3 separate regions of the Mus musculus genome follow, and all the other regions are linked to region 1. The links are chromatin contacts, called in public Micro-C and promoter capture Hi-C maps. All regions are on one chromosome and are shown on one strand. The core of a region is the stretch at or near the end of the contact, and the rest is flanking DNA. Distances in the headings are between cores, read along the strand shown. Region 1 holds the start of Akap5 (A kinase (PRKA) anchor protein 5). Region 2 overlaps Syne2 (spectrin repeat containing, nuclear envelope 2). Region 3 overlaps Sptb (spectrin beta, erythrocytic).

What was found. Promoter capture Hi-C pulls out the DNA fragments that hold promoters and counts their contacts. A called contact is a pair of places that touch in the nucleus more often than the background predicts.
Region 2: a Micro-C map of the G1E-ER4 cell line shows a contact between it and region 1, with 4 times the contacts expected there. The contact joins the enhancer-like site here to the promoter of Akap5 in region 1. A contact is called at or near these places in 8 of 39 promoter capture datasets (the C10 cell line, cranial neural crest, embryonic stem cells and 3 more), 4 of 15 datasets of contacts at CTCF or cohesin (the G1E-ER4 cell line, embryonic stem cells, pro-B cells and 1 more), 64 of 484 Hi-C or Micro-C datasets (B cells, the Ba/F3 cell line, CD4 T cells and 34 more) and 5 of 115 datasets of contacts at active chromatin or transcription factors (the HPC-7 cell line, astrocytes, bone marrow-derived dendritic cells and 2 more).
Region 3: a promoter capture Hi-C map of hippocampal neurons shows a contact between it and region 1, with 2.3 times the contacts expected there. The contact joins the enhancer-like site here to the promoter of Akap5 in region 1. A contact is called at or near these places in 4 of 39 promoter capture datasets (hippocampal neurons, liver, neutrophils and 1 more), 1 of 15 datasets of contacts at CTCF or cohesin (the NIH/3T3 cell line), 1 of 484 Hi-C or Micro-C datasets (B cells), 1 of 115 datasets of contacts at active chromatin or transcription factors (bone marrow-derived macrophages) and 1 of 9 other capture datasets (embryonic stem cells).

Annotation. Positions count from the first base shown.
Region 1 is chr12:76,323,219-76,326,398 of GRCm38.p6, forward strand. Akap5 (A kinase (PRKA) anchor protein 5) reads left to right here and starts at 1,673. Exons shown (of 2, transcript NM_001101471.1): 1 at 1,673-1,771.
Region 2 is chr12:76,013,445-76,016,624 of GRCm38.p6, forward strand. It overlaps Syne2 (spectrin repeat containing, nuclear envelope 2), which reads left to right. Exons shown (of 116, transcript NM_001005510.2): 66 at 2,038-2,268. Among named protein-coding and RNA genes, the nearest start is that of Mir5101, 110 kb to the left of the region's middle. Within about 2 kb of position 1,692, at least 70 of the 459 cell types and tissues checked have an H3K27ac peak or open chromatin away from gene starts, as enhancers often do. A contact at or near this core is called in B cells, the G1E-ER4 cell line and uterus, where this site is marked.
Region 3 is chr12:76,592,699-76,595,878 of GRCm38.p6, forward strand. The region is part of intron 32 of Sptb (spectrin beta, erythrocytic); the gene reads right to left. Among named protein-coding and RNA genes, the nearest start is that of AI463170, 46 kb to the left of the region's middle. Within about 2 kb of position 1,508, at least 197 of the 459 cell types and tissues checked have an H3K27ac peak or open chromatin away from gene starts, as enhancers often do. A contact at or near this core is called in the NIH/3T3 cell line, bone marrow-derived macrophages and hippocampal neurons, where this site is marked.

The sequences.
Region 1 (3,180 bases), core at 423-2,922:
TCTTTTTAAAATTATTTTTCTTTTATGTACATTGGTGTTTTGCCTGCATGTGTGAGGGAGTCATATTCCATGGAAAAAAGTCAGAGACAGTTATGAGCTGCCATGTGGGTGCTGGGAGTTGAATCTGGGTCCTCCCGGTCTGTTTTGTGCCTTAAGAGTTTATTCCTTATCAGGTCTGGTTGGAGTAAATCTAGACTAGAGAGTCTGAGGAAGGTAAAATATATTCCTTGAAAAACCATCCCCAAGTGGACATCTGATATTGACCTCTCAAAGGTCATGGTCCACTTAAGAAAGGGGACAGGGTCTTGTTCTTCCGCGTCCCTGGGGCTTTCGAGCTCTGTGCTAGGAGGAGCCCTGGAGGAGGCTGAGGCCTGCTGGAGTACCACATCCATGCTGACAGGTGAGCACAGAACATGGCCCATGTGACATCTCATATCAGAACCGCGGCTGGATTACTGTTTCCTTTAGGACATCCCTTGGGGTCTGCTTACCTTGTTCCTCTCAAGTGGGGACGGAGATGAGGGTGCTCACTATTCCAGCCCCATTTGGAGCAAAGGGTATTTGCCTGGTGTGCACAGAGCCTGAGGTTTGGACATGGTGAAACAAGCCTGTCAGAGTGTGTGTGTGACTTACAGGGTCTCAGCTTGAAAACATCCCAAAGCCACAGGCCCTGAGCTGGGGAGGCCACACCTTTGTGTGCACAGAGCCATATTTGTGCTGGTTCCCACCTGAGCTGACACCTTCCTGTTCCAGAGTGAGGACTGTACCAGTACCAGGTTGAGGTTCTGTTTAGTGAGTTTATTTCTGTTTCTCACCATATATATATAATTTTCTCCATAGCCAGGTGCAGCTTCTGAGGTGGAGGTGGGTGAATCTCAGTGAGTTCAATACCAGGCTGGTTCACAATGAGTTTCAGGTCGGTCGTACAGAGCTACACAAATAAAATGTCTGCCAGTGGATGGTGGCACAGGCCTTTAATCCCAGTACTCTGGAGGCAGAGACAGGTGGATCCCTGTGAGTTTAAGGCCAGCCTGGTCTACAGAGTGAGTCCCAGGACAAGCAAGGCTACACAGACAAACCCTGTCTCGACAAAATAAATAAAATAAAATCCTCCCCCGGCCCCTTATTGTCTCTGTACTGTTATGAATCTTGCTTTTTAATTTTGTTTTTGCAAAAGATCCAGCTAGGGCTGGTTACAGGTGGTTGTGAGCCGCCTAATGTGGGTGTATGGGGATCGATCTTAAACCCCCTGGAAGAGAAATACGTGCTGTTCACCGCTGAGCCATCTTTCCCATCAATCTTTATCTGTAGATATGCTTTCTACCTTGTCTTTAATGTTCCAGGGGGGATTCACGGTGGGAGCCTTATAAATTCAAACAAGGTTTTTACGGATGTGCGTCTCAGGAAATGAGGGGTTTCTACCCTCTTGCAGTCCTCCTGCTTTGCTTTAGTGGTCCCTCCACCCTGGTCCTGATGTCTTTATGCAGCGGTGATGCGTCCGGGGCGGGAGCACGGAGGTCTCTCCCAGGCCGCTGGGCAGTCGGCTGGCAGGTGGCTGGCTGAGTTCACCCCGCCCCCGGCCCTAGCCCCGCCCCACTGCTCCACGCGCATTGGCGCGACCAGCTGTCTCTCTCCGCGCTGGGGAGGGGGCGCGCGGCTGCGGTCCCTCTGCAGAGGGCTGCGCGCTCCGCGGTCTCCGGGGCTCTCCGTTGTTTGGGCCCGTGCTCCTCGACCTCGGGAGCAGAGCTGGCCAGAGACCGCGACGATCTGGGTAAGTAGAGGCAAGACTAGAGGCTCTGGGTCAGAATCTGGTGCACTGAGCCCTGGTAACGGCGGCAGACCCCGGGTCCTGGTCACCAGATTGTGAGGGACACGACTGCAAGGTCGCCGATCCTCAGACGGCTCCAGGTGGGTGACCCTGGGCTGTTCTGCCGCCCGCTCGCTTCGCACGAGTTGCAGCTGCTGCTTTGGCACCGGCTGCCTACCTAACCCTTTTCCTTTAGGGGTTTTCTGGGGAACTGTGATTTTCGGCTCCGGGCTATGATAGTTCTGCAGATAGCTTGAAGCTGGGCTATCTATTCCACGCCCCCGGTATTTTCCTTTCTGAGCACTTTATCCTGAGCTCTGTCTCCTGCCATAGGGGCGTCAAGCTTGGAGAATCCTTCCTCCAGGAGGAAGCTTCGCGGTTCGTGTCTAGTGCTGGGAAGGGTTCCTTGCTCTGTTCAGATAGTGGTTGCTCTCTGTTGCTCAAGGGGAGAAGGGTGGTGGTTGTTTTCTGTGGTCTTGGACAGGAGATTCTGCCAGGAAAGGACAGCAGGGACTTTAAGGTTTCCAAGACAATAATGGTCCTCTCGAAGGTAAAGGTGAATCATTTGCAGTCTTAACACTCTGCAAAGTTTTAATGCCTGCAGGCTGCATCCTTTCCCTGCCTCGCCTACACTTGTTGGGGTGTTGATCTCTACAGTGATGTACATTAAAAGAAACCTCTCGTGCAACCATCTAGGCCATTTAGGTTAGTTTCAGAGACTTTCCGGAATATAATCTCATTTGAATATTTCTTCTATTAATACACACACTTAGAAGGAATGATCTCTAGAGCGCTGGAGGCTCAGGGAAAGAAGACGTGGAAGCCATTAAGACTGGGTTCTAGTTCTAGTGCTAGGGTGTGTGAGGAGAGACTGCAAATGTTATACTGGTCCCATCATTCTAGAATTTTATGTTTCTTTGTAGAAAGATGAAGCTTTCAATACTTACCCTTAAAAAAACAAAAGAAAAGCCTTAGCTCTTAAAACGGTTTTTCAGGGTTCCAGTTCTACAGAGAATTGGGAACTGGTACCCAAGTGAAAGCTCTGTGAAGAATATGCATGAAAGGCTCCCCTGCGCCTAACTCAGGGCTCAGCACCTAAAATGCACGGAGCTGTTGTTAGCTAGTCATTCCAGGTCCTCATTCCTTAAGCCTTGCCATTCTGTGGACTATTACTTTTTTTGGTGGCACTGGGGCTCAAACCCAGAATCTTGTGGCACGTTAGGCCAATGTTCTGTCACTAAGCTATGTGTCAGTTTAGTTTTACATGTTTTTCTGAGACAGGGTCTCACGTAGCTGGTGCTGTCTTCAACTCTACTATGTAGCTCTGTGGATGGCCTTGATTGAGACTCCTGCCTCCACCTCCCACTTGCTGG
Region 2 (3,180 bases), core at 442-2,941, 310 kb before region 1:
GATCACAGAGCCGGAGCCCCTGTGCTAATAGCCTATGTCCAGGCCTAATGCACTTTGGTGGCATGGGAAGCTAGAACTGACTCCTGTCTCTGGAGTGCGGAACTGCCAAAAAAAAAAAGTAGGGTGGGGAGCGAGCTGTACACCCCGAGAATCCTGGGCATCCTGAGGCCACTTTGAGCTCTTCTAAGGTTGCACATAATTGTTTTTTCCTCCACCCCCACCCCCTTTGGATTCTTTTCAGGTTTAAATAAAGGGCGGATTAGTCACCCAGCTTGCTCATTTCCTCCTGAAGTGTGGTAGTAAGAAAGCAGAATGGCTAAGTACTGGCACTTAAAACTATATGTACATGACCTGCCAGAGGTAGTCAAATAAAAATCTAGAATAAATTAAGACAGGTGATAAATTAGTTATTACAGATTAACCACTTACTATTATAACTGATGATGTCAGATAACAGAAAAAAAGGCCACACAATCTTTGCTACTAAGGTATAGTCATATCCAAAACTTGGAAATAGCTAATCACTTATTTATATAACTAGTCAGGCTAGAAATCAATGCCTGACAGTAGTCCCAATGACTGTTTACCTTAACAGTGACCACTGAGACCTGTGGAGCCAGGGTGGGCGGAGCGGTGTGTGAGGCTCAGGGAAAACACTGGGGGAGCAGAGAATGCCAGCCTTGAAGAAAACTATAAAATTGGGTGGATGAGGGCAGACAGTTTGTTGGTTTTGTTTGTTGGGTTGTCATTATTGCTTTTGGGGCTTGGGGATGCTAGGATCAAACTCAGGGCCTCTTACCCAACCAGGCAAATATCCTCCCATTGAGGATACCCAAGCCTAAGAAATAGCCTTTTACTGGAAAAGAGCAGACATGTAAAGTAGTAGGTAGTCAGGAAGAATCTAACCCCTCGGAGGTTATATTTTTTGAGGTAGGATGTATGTTTGTAAGCAACTCCTGTTAGAAGCGTGTTGTTTGTCTCAACCGTGCTTTGTTAACAAGTTTGCGCACAATCTTAAAGTGGGAAATGTTGGAATTCATTTTAATTCTAATTCGCACATGGAGACCAGTATTTGTACAGATCAGAATGCTAAGCCCTATGTCTGAAGGGATTTTCCAGAAGAGACAGTGTCCTCTCTGCATATCCTGGGAGAGGGCGGGTCCTATAGTGTCAGGCAAGACTATCACGTTAAAACCAATCCCTACCTCCATGTTGAAACAAATAAATCCGTAAGTGTGGAATAGTTCAGTTGCATCTTCTCTCTGGGAGAAAGTTTGCTTTTGTATTGGTAAGATATCTAGTTGCCTCAATACATTGAAAATATGTCACACTTAATTCAAACTTCACACCAAAGCAGTCGGTTCTTAACTCCACTTCTGAAAAAGCAAAAGCCAGTTTAGGGATTTTTCCCCCCTCTCGGGGAATGGAGAAAACATTCTTTATTGCTCCAGGAAGTTCATTACTTGCCCCAACCTGTTTTTAACAGAGAATTTAGATGGGTAAAGAGAAACTAAAGTGCAATCTTGCTACTTGGGAAGATGTTACAATCGGGCGGCAGATTCCAGCATATTGTTAAGCCCTGCCAGCATGAAGAGGCCATTTTTCTGACTCGGTTTTAGTTTTGGTTGTTGGGTGCACAGCCGTGTAATGCCTTGCTTAATCATCATGTGTCATGCCACTTTAAGCACTGGCCAGCTCCCTGAAGTGTTTGGGATACACACCCTCATACGCTCTCTCTCCCTCACCTGTCTCCCGGGGATCGCCACTCTCCGCCTCTGGGCCCGGGAACACTGTACCTGTGTACATGCAGGTCGGCTGCCTGGAAACCCATGCCACCGGGTCACGTGGCCGTTGCTATGAGCGTGGAGGTGCATTTTTCTTTTTTCTTTTCTTCCTCCTTCTGTCCTTACTTTGTTTCTTTTCACCGGGGAGGAGGGGGAGAGGGGGAGGCAGGTTCTCGGGTCTTTCCAAGCCCCGGGTGGAAAAGCCTTGGATTCCTGCCTTCTCACTGCTGGACTATCTTTGGCTTCATTTTAGGGTGCCACACCCCCCATTGAAGCTGCACTCCTGGACTTTCCTAGAGAACAAGGAGCTTTTGAGTCCACCGTGGAGAGAAGTAGGCCTCGGCCTGCAGACATCCTCCGTGTCTGCAAGACCCAAGTGGCCAAGCTGGAGCTGTGGCTGCAACAAGCCAACGTGGCCTTTGAGCCAGAAACTGTAGACGCGGACATGCAACAGGTGGTGGAAGAGGAGCTGGCGGGGTGCCAGGTAAGATAGGCAGGCAGGAGTGAGGGTTTACCTAGTCACCAACTCCTGCCAAGGTGGGGCAACGTGCTCTTAAAGCAACAGGCTGCTCCTCCCATGGCTCTAAAGCCACTCGCCGTGTTCCCGATGAGTCTTTGAAATTCTTTGTGTGATCAGCCACTCTGAGGGGACAGGAGTGAATAACAGCCCAGAACGGAAACCAGCCCGGGGTCACATGAACTGTGAACATTGACCAATTAATTCCCTTCTCAACCTGATTTTCCTCCTCTGGTAGCACAGGTTAGCTCATAGAAAATTTTTTGTTGGGTCTAAATGAGATGAACTCACAAGACTGGCATTAAACTGAACCCAGTATCTGTTCCTGCGATCCATAACCACAAGGTTATTGTGGATAAATAATGAGTTCATCGGAGTGAGACTAAACGTCCAAGCTCTCGAAGACCAGCTAAACACTGCGTGCCCTGTTAGCAGGGGCGCCCTGAACTCGGCTTCCTTGTCTGAAGTCACTCTGAGAAAAGCTCGGTGGCTCAGCCCAAAGGCGGGGACTTGTGTGTCTCTCCAGGGAGGGGCTGGGATGACGACACCTCAGCGGTGTGATTGCTGTCATAACAGCAGAGGTTTGCTGGCTGCTTAAGGTGGCCTCTCCCCAAGCTGTGCCCCGCAGACCAGCCTTGGCCTCCTACCAGGGATGAAGACACCCTCCTGTCTCAGTGTGTCTCAGAAGCACTGGCCCTGCCACCAGAAGCTCTCCCTGAAGGAACCTGTCTTGTGGTTGGGGTAGCCAGTTCCACTGGAGGTGGATACATCTCCTTTTTGTCTACCCAGAACCACCTGCAGAGGGAGGCGACAGGGTAGGGCAAGCTTGATAGTTCTAATAGTTTGTCTATTCTGGTTGGCCTTCCTAGGGGTAGAGTT
Region 3 (3,180 bases), core at 258-2,757, 270 kb after region 1:
AACCGTGGTAATGTTAGAGTCCATATGAGGGAAGGTTCTTCTCAAAGATGAAGGGTTAAGGTAAGGATGACGGGACCTAACTGACCATGTGCTAAGCACCAAGTTCTCTATGCACATTCTGTCTCGCAAGCCTCACAGGCTCTCTGTTTTACAGATTACGGGGAACAGGAAATCTGCCCACAGCCATATATCTAACAATGGAAGGTAGAAGATGGGTCTGCTTAGCTCCAAACACAATGCTTTTTCTATTCAGTCCAGGTGTGTTTATGTGCGCATAATACCGTGACTGCTGAAGAAAGTATCACCTGTTGGGTTCCCAGTCTAAATGAGATGTGCCCAGCTTACATCAGGCATGTGGCCAATTTGTTAAGGTGGTATGATCTGCTCTCTTCTCTGCTGGAAATGGGATTTGCACCACAAAAGACACACTGCTAGATGCTTTAGGCAACCAAACAGTGCCAGGTGAGGGCAGGGTGAGCAGCAACCCTAGCAGTTCGGGATGTTTATTCTCCCCAGTGCCTGACGTCTTGGCCCCTGGGCTGTGACGGAGAAGGGTTGTCTAGATAGCTTGCGAAGGGTACCTGAAAACAGTTGTTTGCAAGAGAAGAGAAAGAATCCGTTTGCTGAGTCGAAAAGCAGCCAAAGACATGCATGAGACCACGGAGCCTTGGGGTCGACAGTTCCCCCAAAGGAGAGGCTTTGCTGAACCAGAAGTGTAGGGTGGAGAAGGAAAGGCAGACTGGCATATGGCAGGCCAGGAGATGGTGAGGGGCTGCCAGGAGTGGGATTTGGAAGCAGAGAGGCTCAATCCTACACTCCAAGGGGCAACTGTTGTCTACTGAGGAGCTTGGGCAAGATAGAGGGAATATGGTTCATGGCACTGGACAAAGCAAAGGGAAGTGGAGGCTTCTCTTGGACACAGGAGGCCGCCTGACCCACTGCCACCAGAGAGCAAGCGAGGTGGTTTTCAATGTGTATGACCTGTGAGCTGACTTTAGAGGCCTGGACCCTGGCACTGTCAAGTAGGCAGTTCTCCACCCACTTCCCAGGTGCTCCCGAATGTTAGCTGAGTCTCATCCTGAGTCCATCGGTATTGGGGGACAGGGGACTGGAGAACATAGAGCTTGAAACAAGAAACTTGGGGGAGACTTTGCAGCAGAAGGACCAGGCATTAGCATCTGGCATAGCAAAGAGAGAGCTGGCCACACCCTGCTGTGTGTAACGCCCAGAAAGAGAGAAGGTTTCTCTAGGGAGCCAGGGCACAGTGCCAGACTGCAGGCAGACACACCCTTGCCACGCTGACTCAGGCATCCTGGGGAGAGAGAAACACGCCCAAGTTTGGGGCAAGGCTGACGTCTGTTTCAGGCAGAGACTGCCCATTTGGAACAAAGAGGATTTGCATTTGAGGCAAAATGTCTGAAAAAGCTGCTGTTTGGGGGTGTGGGAGGGGCAAGGACTGGGAAAGCTGTTTAGGCAAGAAGAAACAGCTGCTATCCCACTCGCACAGCATCCACCAACGTCAGAGCCTCACTGCTGGCTGCTGAGCAAAGCTGGCTGCTGGGGGCAACTGTGGCTGGAGCTATCAAGGCCTTGCCACAGGGGTGGCCATGGACCCCGAGATCCTGGTGCCTGCACAGCCCTTGGGGTACAGCCCCTCACTCACATGTGCTGGCTGCTCTCCCAAAGCCTCTGAGACAATGGAAGGAAGATCAGCAAGATTCAGATTACCCTGGCAGCCCTACTCTGACGATCAGCCTGTCTCAGGGGAAGTTGGCTGTGTGGCCATTCATGGAAGGTCACACTTAAAGAGTGGTGGCTGGGAACTACCCTGGGGTAAGATTCGTCCCTGCCAGACTGACCATGAGTAGCACCCACTCTGACACCGTCTGGAGTGGCTTTGATCCTTGGGGTCCCCCTGCACTGCACACTGGGCCTAGCCTGGGGACTTGGAGGCAGGAAGGGTAGGTTGGTTCCAAACTAAGACTGTTTCTCGTTACAGCCCCCAACAGCATCTGAGTCTTTCAGGGGTGTCACTCCTGTCATCCCAGCAGGGACAGTGTGACACAGCAGTGTGTAGGAAGAGGTTTTGAGCCTGAGGAAACTCACACTCTCTTTAACCCCATGAGAGCTTGCTCTCTTCTCTCCTAGGAGGAAACATCTTCCTACAAACACAACACTGGGCAGTCTGAGGAGCAATGCCTGGAAGATGAACATTCAGGAGAGGACCGGATCTTTCCCAGGGGAAGGGAAGCACAGGAGGCAGAGAGGGTGCCTGTCTCTTGCCAGAAAGTCCTCCTGCTTTACCCTCCGGCTGAAGGCCCCCTCAGGGCTCCACTTCTGGCATTATATAGGTTTGAACCTCAGTCCTTTCCTCAAAGAGGGACAAGGGCAAACACCCTAGGCTGTGACCTCTCCTTCCCCATCCTGATTTCACAGTAGCTTCCGGAATCTCAGAGTTAGGAGCAGATGGAAGGAAAATAGGAAAGCCATCCTCTCAGTCTCCCCCTTGGAAGGCTACGTCGCTGACTCGTGGGACTGTGGACTTTCTGTAACCTTACAAAAAGACCTTTATAAGGCAAGAGGCTTGGGGACGGGGAGAGGATTCCAAACCCACACAGGTTAACCAGAACCAAAGACCAGACCCCAGACATTCTGACTTCATCCCGAGTCTTGCTTCTTGTGATACCTTGTGTCTCTGGCTTGGCCTCACACTTACCTGTGGGAAGGGTCCGGCTTTTACCAGAATGCATTCTAACATGCAGAGGCGAGGGGCAGTAGTGGCAGTGCACAGTGATGGTTTGGCAGCTCAGTCATTGCATGTACACACACAGGAAAGGGAAGGCTGGATCAAGGCCCGCAGGGTGCCACCTATCCAGGCACTATCCAGGCAGGGCAAGGGGTACGTGGTGTTCCACTCCCATTCGTAACTCCAGCAGGAAGCGACATGCATTAGTAAGGGCTTTTACACGAAGCAATGTGGCATGTATCTAAACTACAGGACCCGACACCAGACTGCACAGATAGGACCAGCAGGAGAGCCATGGCACCCCAGGCCCATTCATGAGAAGGCACAGCATACAACTGAACCTTCCTGTGATGGGCCAGAGGTTAAGGGCAGTGAAGGGGGGCTGTAGTGAGCTGGGGAGGACCTCTCTGAAAGGAGGTTGGGCTTTCTGTCTG